Linked DNA regions of Pan troglodytes: region 2 is linked to region 1. The links are chromatin contacts, called in public capture Hi-C maps. All regions are on one chromosome and are shown on one strand. The core of a region is the stretch at or near the end of the contact, and the rest is flanking DNA. Distances in the headings are between cores, read along the strand shown. Region 1 overlaps SYN3 (synapsin III). Region 2 overlaps SYN3 (synapsin III).

Region 1 (5,074 bases), core at 1,382-3,881:
GGGGCAGGGGGAGAGAGGACAGGCAGGGTGCAGCAAGCCTGTGTACCTTCGCAGCAGACTCCACAGTCAGAGCTCAGCCAGTGGTGACTGAGAGACTGTCCCTGTCTGCGGCGCTGGGATCCAGGAGGCCTCAGTCCCAGGTACAACCTGTGCAGAGCTCAGGACTCTGCTAGAAGCAGTACTCACATTCTTTTTTTTTTTTTTTTTTTTTTTTGAGACGGGGTCTCATTCTGTCGCCAGGGGAAAGAGGGAAGAGGAAAGGCCTGTTTTCCGGGGCCCTGGCAAAACCCAGGCGGGAGGGAAACGCGTTCCACAGGGAGCTGGGCTATTCTCAAAGTGCTTCTATGGGGAGGAGCCTGAGGGATCCTAGTTTCCCCTTCTGCTCTTCTTACAAATAGAGCAACTTGGCTCACTGCAACCTCCGACACTCCCAGGTTCAAGCGATTCTCCTGCCTCAGCCTCCCGAGTAGCTGGGATTACAGGCACCTGCCACCACGCCCGGCTAATTTTTTTTGTATTTTTAGTAGAGACGGGGTTTCACCGTGTTGGCCAGGATGGTCTCAATCTCCTGACCTCGTGATCCGCCCGCCCCGGCCTCCCAAAGTGCTGGGATTACAGGCGTGAGCCACCGCGCCCAGCCAGTATTCACATTCTTAAGCTAGCTTTTCAGTTTCCTAATCAAAGTGGGTGCTTAAACTCACAGATCCCTACAGGTCCCAGCTGGAAGGGTCTTAGCAGCTGCCCAGATCCCTCAGTTCACTGTTGAGAAAAAAAAAAAAAAAAAATAGGCCCGTAGAGGAAAAGAAACTTGCCCAAGATCACAGAGCAAATCCACAGCAGAAGCCAAGCCTGGAACCCAGGTTCCCTCTTCTCAATTCCTACCCTGGTGTGCTGTTCCAATGCTTGGTAGGAATTAGCCTGATGCAGCGGGAGGACCATGGGTTGCCAGTGCTGTGTCCTTGACCTTGCCACTTCTTTGACCCTCTGCTTCCTCATGATTACAATGAGGATAATAGTACTGCCTCAAAGAGCTATTCTGAGGTTTATGAGAGATCCTCCACACCCAATGCTTAGAATAGTGCGTAGCACGTAGGAAATGCCCCATAAAATACGGCGCTTCTTAGTATCCTTATCCTTATGAGCCGGGCTTATCACAAGGGCATCTTATTCCTCCACTAAACAGGTGTCTGTGGAGGGCGCACCTGCTTAGCAGGACACAGGGCCCATTCCTAACCTTGGGGGCTCCCAGTCTGGTGGTGGAGACATAGTAAGCAAGGGGTGACAGTGCTGTGGATAAGCTGTCCCGTGTGAAACCAGGTGAGAACGGCAGGATACAGATGTCAGGTGGCTCGTCAGAGCTTGCCCTATCAGAGAGGGCTTCCTGGAGGAAGACCTAGTTAGCTGTTCCCTGTTGGATGAAAGGAGTTGGCCAGGTAAGGAGTGGGTAGAGGGATTACATAAGAACCTGGAGGAGAGAGAAAACCTAATATGTCCAGAGCGTGGGAACAGGGGAGACAAGACGGTGAGTCTGATGGGGTGGCGTGGGTGAATGCAGGCCGCCGACTCCTGCAGTGGAGCAGAGAGGGTGACGCGGCCAGCTGATTCGCAGATGCGCCAAGGCCTGACAGACACCCCTTCCAGATCTCCCATAGCTTCCCATGCCTAGGGAATCACGTGGAGCATTGGCCTGTGTGACCTTGGGCAAGTCCCCTCCCATCTCTGGGCCTCAGTTGCTCTATGTGTAAAAACAGCAGAAGGGGAAACTCGGATCCCTCAGGTTCCTCCCGATAGAAGCACTTTGAGAACAGCCCAGCTCCCTGTGGAATGCTTTTCCCTCCCGCCTGTGTTTTGCCAGGGCCCCGGAAAACAGGCCTTTCCTCTTCCCTCTTTCCCCTGAACCCTGGGTCAACTCCAGCCCGCGTCATATTTTTGTCATGATCAAGCCCCCACCTTTACTGTTTCTGCTTTGTGGAAAGCAGCCTTGACCTGGGGCCAAAGGAGAGGTGGCCAGCCCCGACCCTGGGAGGGGGCCAGGGTGAGAAAGGAGGGGGCGGAGAGCGGCTCCCCAAAGAAAAGCACAGAAAAGGTCGGCAGAGGCTCCCTGGCCCTTGTCGCATTGCTGTCATCCAGCAAACGTGGGCCGAATTGAACTACCTCCAGGGAGTGGTTTAGACTGAACCGAAGGGAACTGATGTCTCTGACGGCCAGTCCCAGCTGGAGGTGATTTGCATGGAGGACATCGCCATCTGGTGGTCACTTCTGTCCTGAGCCCTGAGCCCCCACTTCTGGGATGTGATGCCCAACCGCCATCTCTCCTGGTATGGGGGTCCCTCAGCTCTCCCTTCCTCCCCACAGGTAATGGACAGCTCAATGCCGCTGATTGGAGAGCATGTGGAAGAGGACAGACAGCTGATGGCCGACCTTGTTGTCTCCAAAATGAGCCAGCTCCCGATGCCAGGAGGCACAGCGCCCTCCCCCCTCAGACCTTGGGTAAGACCCTCACGATCAAAGGAGACTTTATAGCCATGAGAAATGCCAGGCTGTATGGAAATGGGGAGCCCCTGGATCCAAAGGGGATACCCCCAGGAAGAAACCACCTTGGGGAGAAGGAATGGGGGTGTGGACGAAGGCCAGACATTGGGGAGAGCTTTCACAGCCTGCCCCAGTAAGTGAATTGAGGAGGCTTTCAGAGGCCCCTTCCCTTCTTCACCATCCTGGGGAGAACAATCTTGTCTCAAATGGCCTTTGGGCACTGTGGGCAGAGATGATTGACTGCTGTCCCTTCTGTGCCCTCGGTGCTGGGCCTGAGCAGGATGTGTGTGCGTGCGTGTGCGAGAGCATATGGACACACAAGCCCTCTGTGTGCTCCCAGGGAACCAGTCAATGGACGCTATTGTGTCTCCCATTTTCCCCAACCTCAATGAGATCCCACGTCGCTCCTCCCCTCCACAGTTCCCACCATGGAGTACCAGACTGCTCTCCAAAGAATTTGCCAGCTCCCCAGCTTTATGTAAAAGCAAGTCCCCAAACTTCCACCTCCCAGCCCAGATTTCCCCACAGAAAGTAATCTATGATAACAAACATCAGAATTGTAGTTATTATACTGACGGGGCTGCTGGCTGGGAAGGGGCACGGGGCAGGCTTCATCGCAGAGAATGCCCTCTGTTTTGATCTGGGCAGTGGTTACACCGACGTATACACATATAGAACTTCACTACACTGTATACTCCAGAACTGTACACTTTATGTGTAAGAGTCTCTTCTCAATGATAAAAAGATCTTCATAAATGCTGCCCTCTCACCCAGGAAATAAAGGGCTGTGGTGATACCAACAGGCTTCTTTTCTCTTCTGCTCTAGGCTCCACAGATTAAATCAGCGAAATCCCCAGGGCAAGCCCAGCTGGGGCCTCAGCTAGGACAGCCCCAGCCACGCCCACCTCCGCAAGGTATGACCCAGGACGAGCCACTGCGCGAAAGCATGCAGTGAGGGTGCTGAAATGCACCGAGGGATCCACATGTGATTCCCACAAGGGGCTCTGGGAAAATGCACCTGAATACTTTATTCACAGAATGAATGAGACTATGGGGTTGGTCAACCTCTTTAAAAAGTCAAGAAAGGAGAAGGGAAATAGAAGGTTAATTTATTAAGAACCTAATATGCACCAAGCACTGTGCCAGGGAATGTCCCACCTATTTTCTCACTTTTATTTTCCCAGCCGTCCTGCAGTGAAAATGTCATTATTTCCTTTTTTTTTCTTCTTTTGAGACAGAGTCTTGCTCTGTCGCCAGGCTGGAGTGCAGTGGTGCGATCTCGGCTCACTGCATCCTCCACCTCCCAGGTTCAAGTGATTCTCCTGCCTCAGCCTCCTGAGTAGCTGGGACTACAGGTGCACACCACCACGCCCAGCTAATTTTTGTAGTATTAGTAGAGATGGGGTTTCACCATGTTGGCCAGGCTGGTCTCAAATTCCTGACCTCAGGTGATCCGCCCACCTCAGCCTCCCAAAGTGCTGGGATTATAGGCATGAGCCTTTGTACTGCGAGGTAAAAGTTGAGGCTTTGCCCAAGGAGGCAGAAAATGGTAGATTTACAAGTCTGGCCTTTCAGACCTTTCAAACCTAGGAAGTGTTTATTCATTTCAATGAGTGGTGCCTGATGATTGCTTTGTGAGTCAACCAGCTAGAGTAAGAAAGATAGAAAAAGGGAAGATCATCTATAAAACCTTGGCCATTGAAATTCCTCCTCAAATATTTCCAGCATTACTACATTCCACCACTTATTAGAGAATGGACAAACTATTGTAAAAAGATGAAAAGCAATCATGGCAATGGCTAACTAACTTTCTCAAAGAATATCAGCTGCTCTGATATTTTGCGTGCAGGTCTTGAGAGAAATCCGCCCCGTATCCTCTCTTGCAATCAAAACCTCCTGGGCACACTTGCTCTGGCAGCAGCATGGAGCTTCAGAGCACCTGTGCACCAAGAAACCAAAGCAGGCAGTCTCGCTGCAATCTTTTAAGGATCTTCTTAAAAACCTATCAGAGGCCGGGCGCGGTAGCTCACGCCTGTAATCCCAGCACTTTGGGAGGCCGAGGCGGGCGAATCACGAGGTCAGGAGTTCGAGACCAGCCTAGCCAATATGGTGAAACCCCATCTGTACTAAAAATACAAAAAAACTAGCCAGATGTGGTGGTGGTGTGCACCTGTAATCCCAGCTACTCGGGAGGCTGAGACAGGAGAATCGCTTGAACCCAGGAGGTGGAGGTTGCAGTGAGCCGAGATTGCGCCACTGCACTCCACCCTGGGCGATAGAGGGAGACTCCATCTCAAAAAAACAAAATAAAATAAATAAATTTTAATATTAATAAAATATTAAATATTTTATTATTAATATTATTAATATTAATAAATAAATATTAAGAAAATAGTAATGCCTTCTTTCTGATATATATATATATATCAGAAAGAAGGCATTACTATCATGTTGTGGTCTTCCAGTCACTATTATTAAAAGCAACAGATTCATTACTTCCTGAAAAAAAGTTAACCTTGGCCACCAAATGGCTTCCTCTTCC
Region 2 (5,159 bases), core at 1,136-3,635, 130 kb before region 1:
TCCTACATGCTGTATTAGTCAGTTCCCACACTGCTAATGAAGACGTACCCGAGACTGGGTAACTTATAAAGAAAAAGAGGTTTAGGCTGGGCGTGGTGGCTCATGCCTGTAATCCCAGCACTTTGGGAGGCCGAGGCAGGTGGATCACGAGGTCAGGAGATGGAGACCATGCTGGCTAACACGGTGAAACCCCGTCTCTACTAAAAATACAAAAAATTAGCCGGGCATGGTGGTGGGTGCCTATAGTCCCAGCTATTCGGGAGGCTGAGGCAGGAGAATGGCGTGAACCCGGGAGGCGGAGCTTGCAGTGAGCCAAGATGGCGCCACTGCACTCCAGCCTGGGCAACAGAGTGAGACTCAAAAAAAAAAAAAAAGAAAAGAAAAGAAAAGAAAAACAAGTTTAATGGGCTTACAGTTTCACATGGCTGGGGAGGCCTCACAATCATGGCAGAAGGCGAAAGGCACGTCTTACATGGCGGCAGCAAGAGAAAATGAGAGCCAAGCGAAAGGGGTTTCCTCTTACACAACCATCATGCTACACAAAACTAACTCAACTGTTTTTATTTCACTTCTGGATGCACACACATTCTTCCAACCCCCTCTACTTGAGGCTTACTGTTGAGTAAGTAAGGACTAAAAGAAAAGTGAACTATGAATTGGCCTACCTTTTTCTTTTTTTCTGTGTCATCATATTCAGTATAAATTATTGGCTAGTAAGAAGGAACATGAGGGAATCTCTTGGTTGGTTGTTTGCTTTTCTTAGAAAGTGATTGTCTTCCTCATCTGTAAAATGGGGATACTTTGTAAGGCAATTTTAAAACAGAAAATTCATCTATCCACTCATGTAATTCTATACCAAGCACAGTGCTTGGAACACATATGTGGTCAGTAAATATTTTAAGTGCTAAGAATTCAGTGTGGCTCAAGTTGGGAGGATGCTGAGGTACATAATAAAAATAACAGCTCAGCAGTAATTGAGTATTTATTATGTGCCAGGCATTGTGTTAATGCTATTGTATTAACTCATTTCCTCTTAATGACAGCCTTATGAAGTAGGTATTTTTATTATCCCCATTTTACAGATGAGGAACTTGGAAAGGTCAGTAACTTGGCCAAAGCCCCATAGCCCCACTCCCATGGCATATCTGGGAGTCAGGCCCAGGTCAATAAGATGCCAAAGCATGTGCTTTGGAACACTAACTATATTGGTCCCATAGTTACTTGGTAATAAAATCAAAGTAGTCAAAGAGCTATGGAGGGAAATGATGAGTTCCGTCTGGGGAATCCAAGAAAGGCACTGAGAAGGCAGCTGTATGTACACGTCTGTAGCTCAGGAATGATGAACAGACTATAGATAAGATTTGGGAGTCCTCAGCTGAATGATAGCCACTGAAACCGTGAACATGGATATGAGTTAAGATAAGACAGCCCTATAGAACTAAGGCATCTGAGAGCCAAGGGAGGAGAAAAGAATGCCGAAAAGGAGACGTTGCAGAGGTAGGAGTGGATGCATAGGGGGAATACCTGGAAACCCGTGGGCATTAATTTCACATGCTACAGAGATGACCAATCAGATGACAACTGCAAAAAGACCTTTAGATTTTGCACGTGTCCCCACAGATGACTCTGGGTAAAACAGACTCCCTAGACTCGTAGATAAGGGGAAAGGGACAATGGAGAGATTTAGAACTAAACTTGGTATGACTTTTCATCTGTCACATTCCATGGAAAAAAAGTATCCTTTGTCAAACTACATTTCCTGACTTGGAGGCTAAGAAAAGTCAGTCACTGCAGCAAGATGCAAGATGCAACTTGGCTGTGGACATTTGCCAAGCCACTTACGTCCCCTCTTGAGGCCTCAGTTTCCTCATCTGTACATAGAGTTATTGGATGAGACATACTCTAAGTTTTCTCCCAGATCCAAAATTCTATTCCCTTCCGTTCCAGATGCTCTTTGAGGATGTTGGTGTTGACAAGAAAGGTGGGGGGAAAGAGAAGGACCCTGCTTGACCGCAACAGGTCCCCTTGTATCCTGTTCCCTCTCCATCTTATTTTCTCCACAGTGCTCTAGGGCAGCTGTGGAGCCAATGATGAAAACCACATGTTTCTGGGCAGCCCTGCTGTTGCACAATGCCGCCAAGGGGAGGGCAAAAAAGAAAGAAAGAAAGAAAAAAAAGAAAGTAAGTAAGAAAGGAAAGAAAAGAGCTTTGGAATTCTCGGCTTCTACAGACAATTCCCCCATTGATGTGCTGTGAGTCACGGCGGGCCGCCAGGCCATCATGGTTTCTGAATCACTTCCTTCAAGAGGGGCTCTCCACTTGTTCCCGGGCTGACTTTGGCCAGGGCTGGAATGCAAGGAGATTGGACCCTTTGGAGTGGTTCTGACTGCCTTCCTCTTTGCTGGAGCCCCAGAGGGGAAGGTGGAGGTGCTAGGCAGCAGGGCGTAGGGGTCTGAATGGAATTGAAGACAGCAGAGAAGCAGGTTGGACCTGCTTGTCCCAATTGGTGGACCCAAGTCATGCCCCTCTCTCTCCCTCTGTTAGAGAAGAAAACGATGTAAAAATCCCAGATTAAAGGCCAAAGTTTTCTCTGGTGGACACTAGACTCAGCCAGATCTGGAATTTCTATCCTCTCCACCTTGACATCCTGGCTGATGTGGACAAGGTTGACACCTTTTGAGCAGAGATAGGTTAAAGTTGATCCCAGCCATGTCTCCAATGGCTCACATTAGGGAACCTTGAACGGCACTCTCAGTCTCCCATCTTGCAATTTCCATCTTTGAGGTCAAGGATGTTAATGGCCCAAGAAGCCCTCGCCTGGGTGGTGGTCCTTAGGTGAGAGTCTGTTTTAAGTTCTTGCTTAAAATAAGCTTCACTTTTTTTCGACCAAGAGCCTTAATCCTTGCTCTGGGCCAGACTCTGCATAGGCACCATGGATCCCAAGAGGAAATAGACATGGCGCCAACTGGACAAAAGAGAATGACAGGTAAATAAGTAATGATGCAAATTTATCACCAAATGCAGACTTGGGGACAAGGGGAGCTCCAGAAGGCAGCCAGAAATGTTTGTTGGATGGAGCATTTAGCGCCATTTTCCTTTGCCCGACCACCATTCCTTCCCCGCCAGCCCCTTAACCCCAGAACTTTCCAGAAGATCAGTATGAATGGGCCCTGGATTAGAGATGAAGTGGTCTCTCCCCTCCACCAACACAGGGTGCTGTTTCTCAATGACCCCAGCTGTTAGGGAATATGCTAGAATGCCGCCATCTGGTGGGCATACGGAGCCGTGTCCATTTCGCAACTTTGCTGCACCTGGGGCAAGTGTCAGAGACGCGCAGACCTGGAAGCCATGCCCCAAAGAAACCAGGTTTGGCACGGCTACTTATTTGACTGAAGTTACAGGTGATGAGCAAAAGGAGCGCCTTTTAAGGAGTCCTCCTGACCACATTCAGCTGGCTGTCTCCCTTTAAGGAGGTGAACTTGGAGGAAAAGCTAGTTTAGAGCAGGCACCATATCTTCATCTTGTCTATGCCTCTCATAGCCTCTAGCAGCAGATCCAGGAGGTAATGGGTGCTCAATGCATGGATGTTCAATGGGATCAGTTACTGAATATGATCAGTGAGAACGATAGCAAGGGTTCTTTCTATCTTGCACCACCATATCCCTAGCACCATGCCTGACTCTACAAATATACATTGAACCATTGAATAAAATTAGACTCTCGGAAGTAAAGATTCTGGAAACAGCAAACATGATTTGCTGGAGGACAGTTTAGGTATTGCCTGTATTGTCTAGTACAGCCTCCTTCCTCTCAGATGCATCCCAGGGAGACACAGTGACTTCACCAAAGTCACACAGCCACTCTTTAGAACTGGGACTGGTGGGCGGGTCAACTTGCCACCTGGTTGCCTGGCAGAATCCAGGTTGCCTGCCCATGTATATATGAGAAACAAGGCAGGCAGCAAAAAAAGTAGGGAGGAGGCATTTGTCCAGGGTCACACCCAGTGGAAGAGCTTCCCACTAAGAATATCTGAAACACCTTTTCAAGGACTCTAATACTATCCTGTGCTCCTAGGGTGAAAAGGAACACCACCTAGTGCATTAAATAAAGAGGTAAAGAATGTCTAGCAATCCAAGGAAAACAGAGCCAAATGCAGTTACTGGGTGCACAGAATGTGATGTGGGAGGTACCAGTCATGTCACAGGTCCAGGTGGAGCTCTTGTCTCCCAGGAAGAGTTTGTGAAATAGTATAACCCATGTTCTGAAGTTGAGCTCCAGAGTGGGTGATGGTTACCCAGATGGAAGAAGCAATCTGGCTTACATGTAACAATAAAGGATCTGGCTGTCTCCCCAGCACACTCTTCGTGGCTTCATTCTCTCTCTCAATTTTCCCTCTTTCCTGTGCCACATGGACCTTTCTAACACTCTTCTGCTTAGACCATCAATGGCTCCCTATTGCCTCTTAGATAAAATCTAAATATCTTCCCTTATCATCACCCCACTCCAACTCTTTAGCTACATACTTCATCCCTTCCTGCCTAGCCCTTACTTACCTTGGTTACACTGTTAGGACGCCTGTCCCTCAAGTAGGTTCCAGTCCTGGCTTCACCACTTGCTCTCATTGTGACCTTAAGGAAATCACTTAATTCCCTGTGCCTTCATTTCCTCATCTATAAAATGGAGTTCATGCTAGCATCTACCAGACCGGGCTGTTGTGAGAATGGATTTGAGTTCAGTATGTGAAGTCCGAAAAGCGCCTGTCATGTGGTATGCTCGCAATGTATGTTAGCAATCATTCCTGTTATTATCGCTACATATAACATGCTTCCTCACGCCCCCATCCTTTCACACATGTTCACTGTGCCTGAAATGTCCTTTCTCTGCCTTCTCCCTCAGATGGACAACAGCTCATTCTTCAAGCTCCAGCTCAACGTCCCTTTTTTAGCAGTAGGGGAAGTTAAGTGCACCCTCATCTTTGTACACATCCTGACCCCATGTTCACCCTAAATCCCATTGTCACCATGAACATCCTTACTCATCAAATGGGGGTGTAATAGCATCTGTTGATCATGGTACCTGCCTGAAATGCCTTATGGATGGGATGGGCGACTCCACAGTCATCCTGTAGCCTGTGTAAATTGCAAAGCCTTCAATGAGCGT

What was found. Capture Hi-C pulls out chosen DNA fragments and counts their contacts.
Region 2: a capture Hi-C map of stem cell-derived neural stem cells shows a contact between it and region 1, with 4 times the contacts expected there. The contact joins two enhancer-like sites. A contact is called at or near these places in 2 of 7 Hi-C or Micro-C datasets (induced pluripotent stem cells and stem cell-derived neural progenitor cells) and 1 of 1 other capture datasets (stem cell-derived neural stem cells).

The regions. Positions count from the first base shown.
Region 1 is chr23:34,624,733-34,629,806 of NHGRI_mPanTro3-v2.0_pri, reverse strand. It overlaps SYN3 (synapsin III), which reads left to right. Exons shown (of 14, transcript XM_054675522.2): 11 at 2,356-2,490; 12 at 3,359-3,446. Among named protein-coding and RNA genes, the nearest start is that of BPIFC, 55 kb to the right of the region's middle. Within about 2 kb of position 2,631, at least 9 of the 24 cell types and tissues checked have an H3K27ac peak or open chromatin away from gene starts, as enhancers often do. A contact at or near this core is called in stem cell-derived neural stem cells, where this site is marked.
Region 2 is chr23:34,757,552-34,762,710 of NHGRI_mPanTro3-v2.0_pri, reverse strand. All of the region lies in intron 6 of SYN3 (synapsin III), which reads left to right. Among named protein-coding and RNA genes, the nearest start is that of TIMP3, 140 kb to the left of the region's middle. Within about 2 kb of position 2,385, at least 3 of the 24 cell types and tissues checked have an H3K27ac peak or open chromatin away from gene starts, as enhancers often do. A contact at or near this core is called in stem cell-derived neural stem cells, where this site is marked.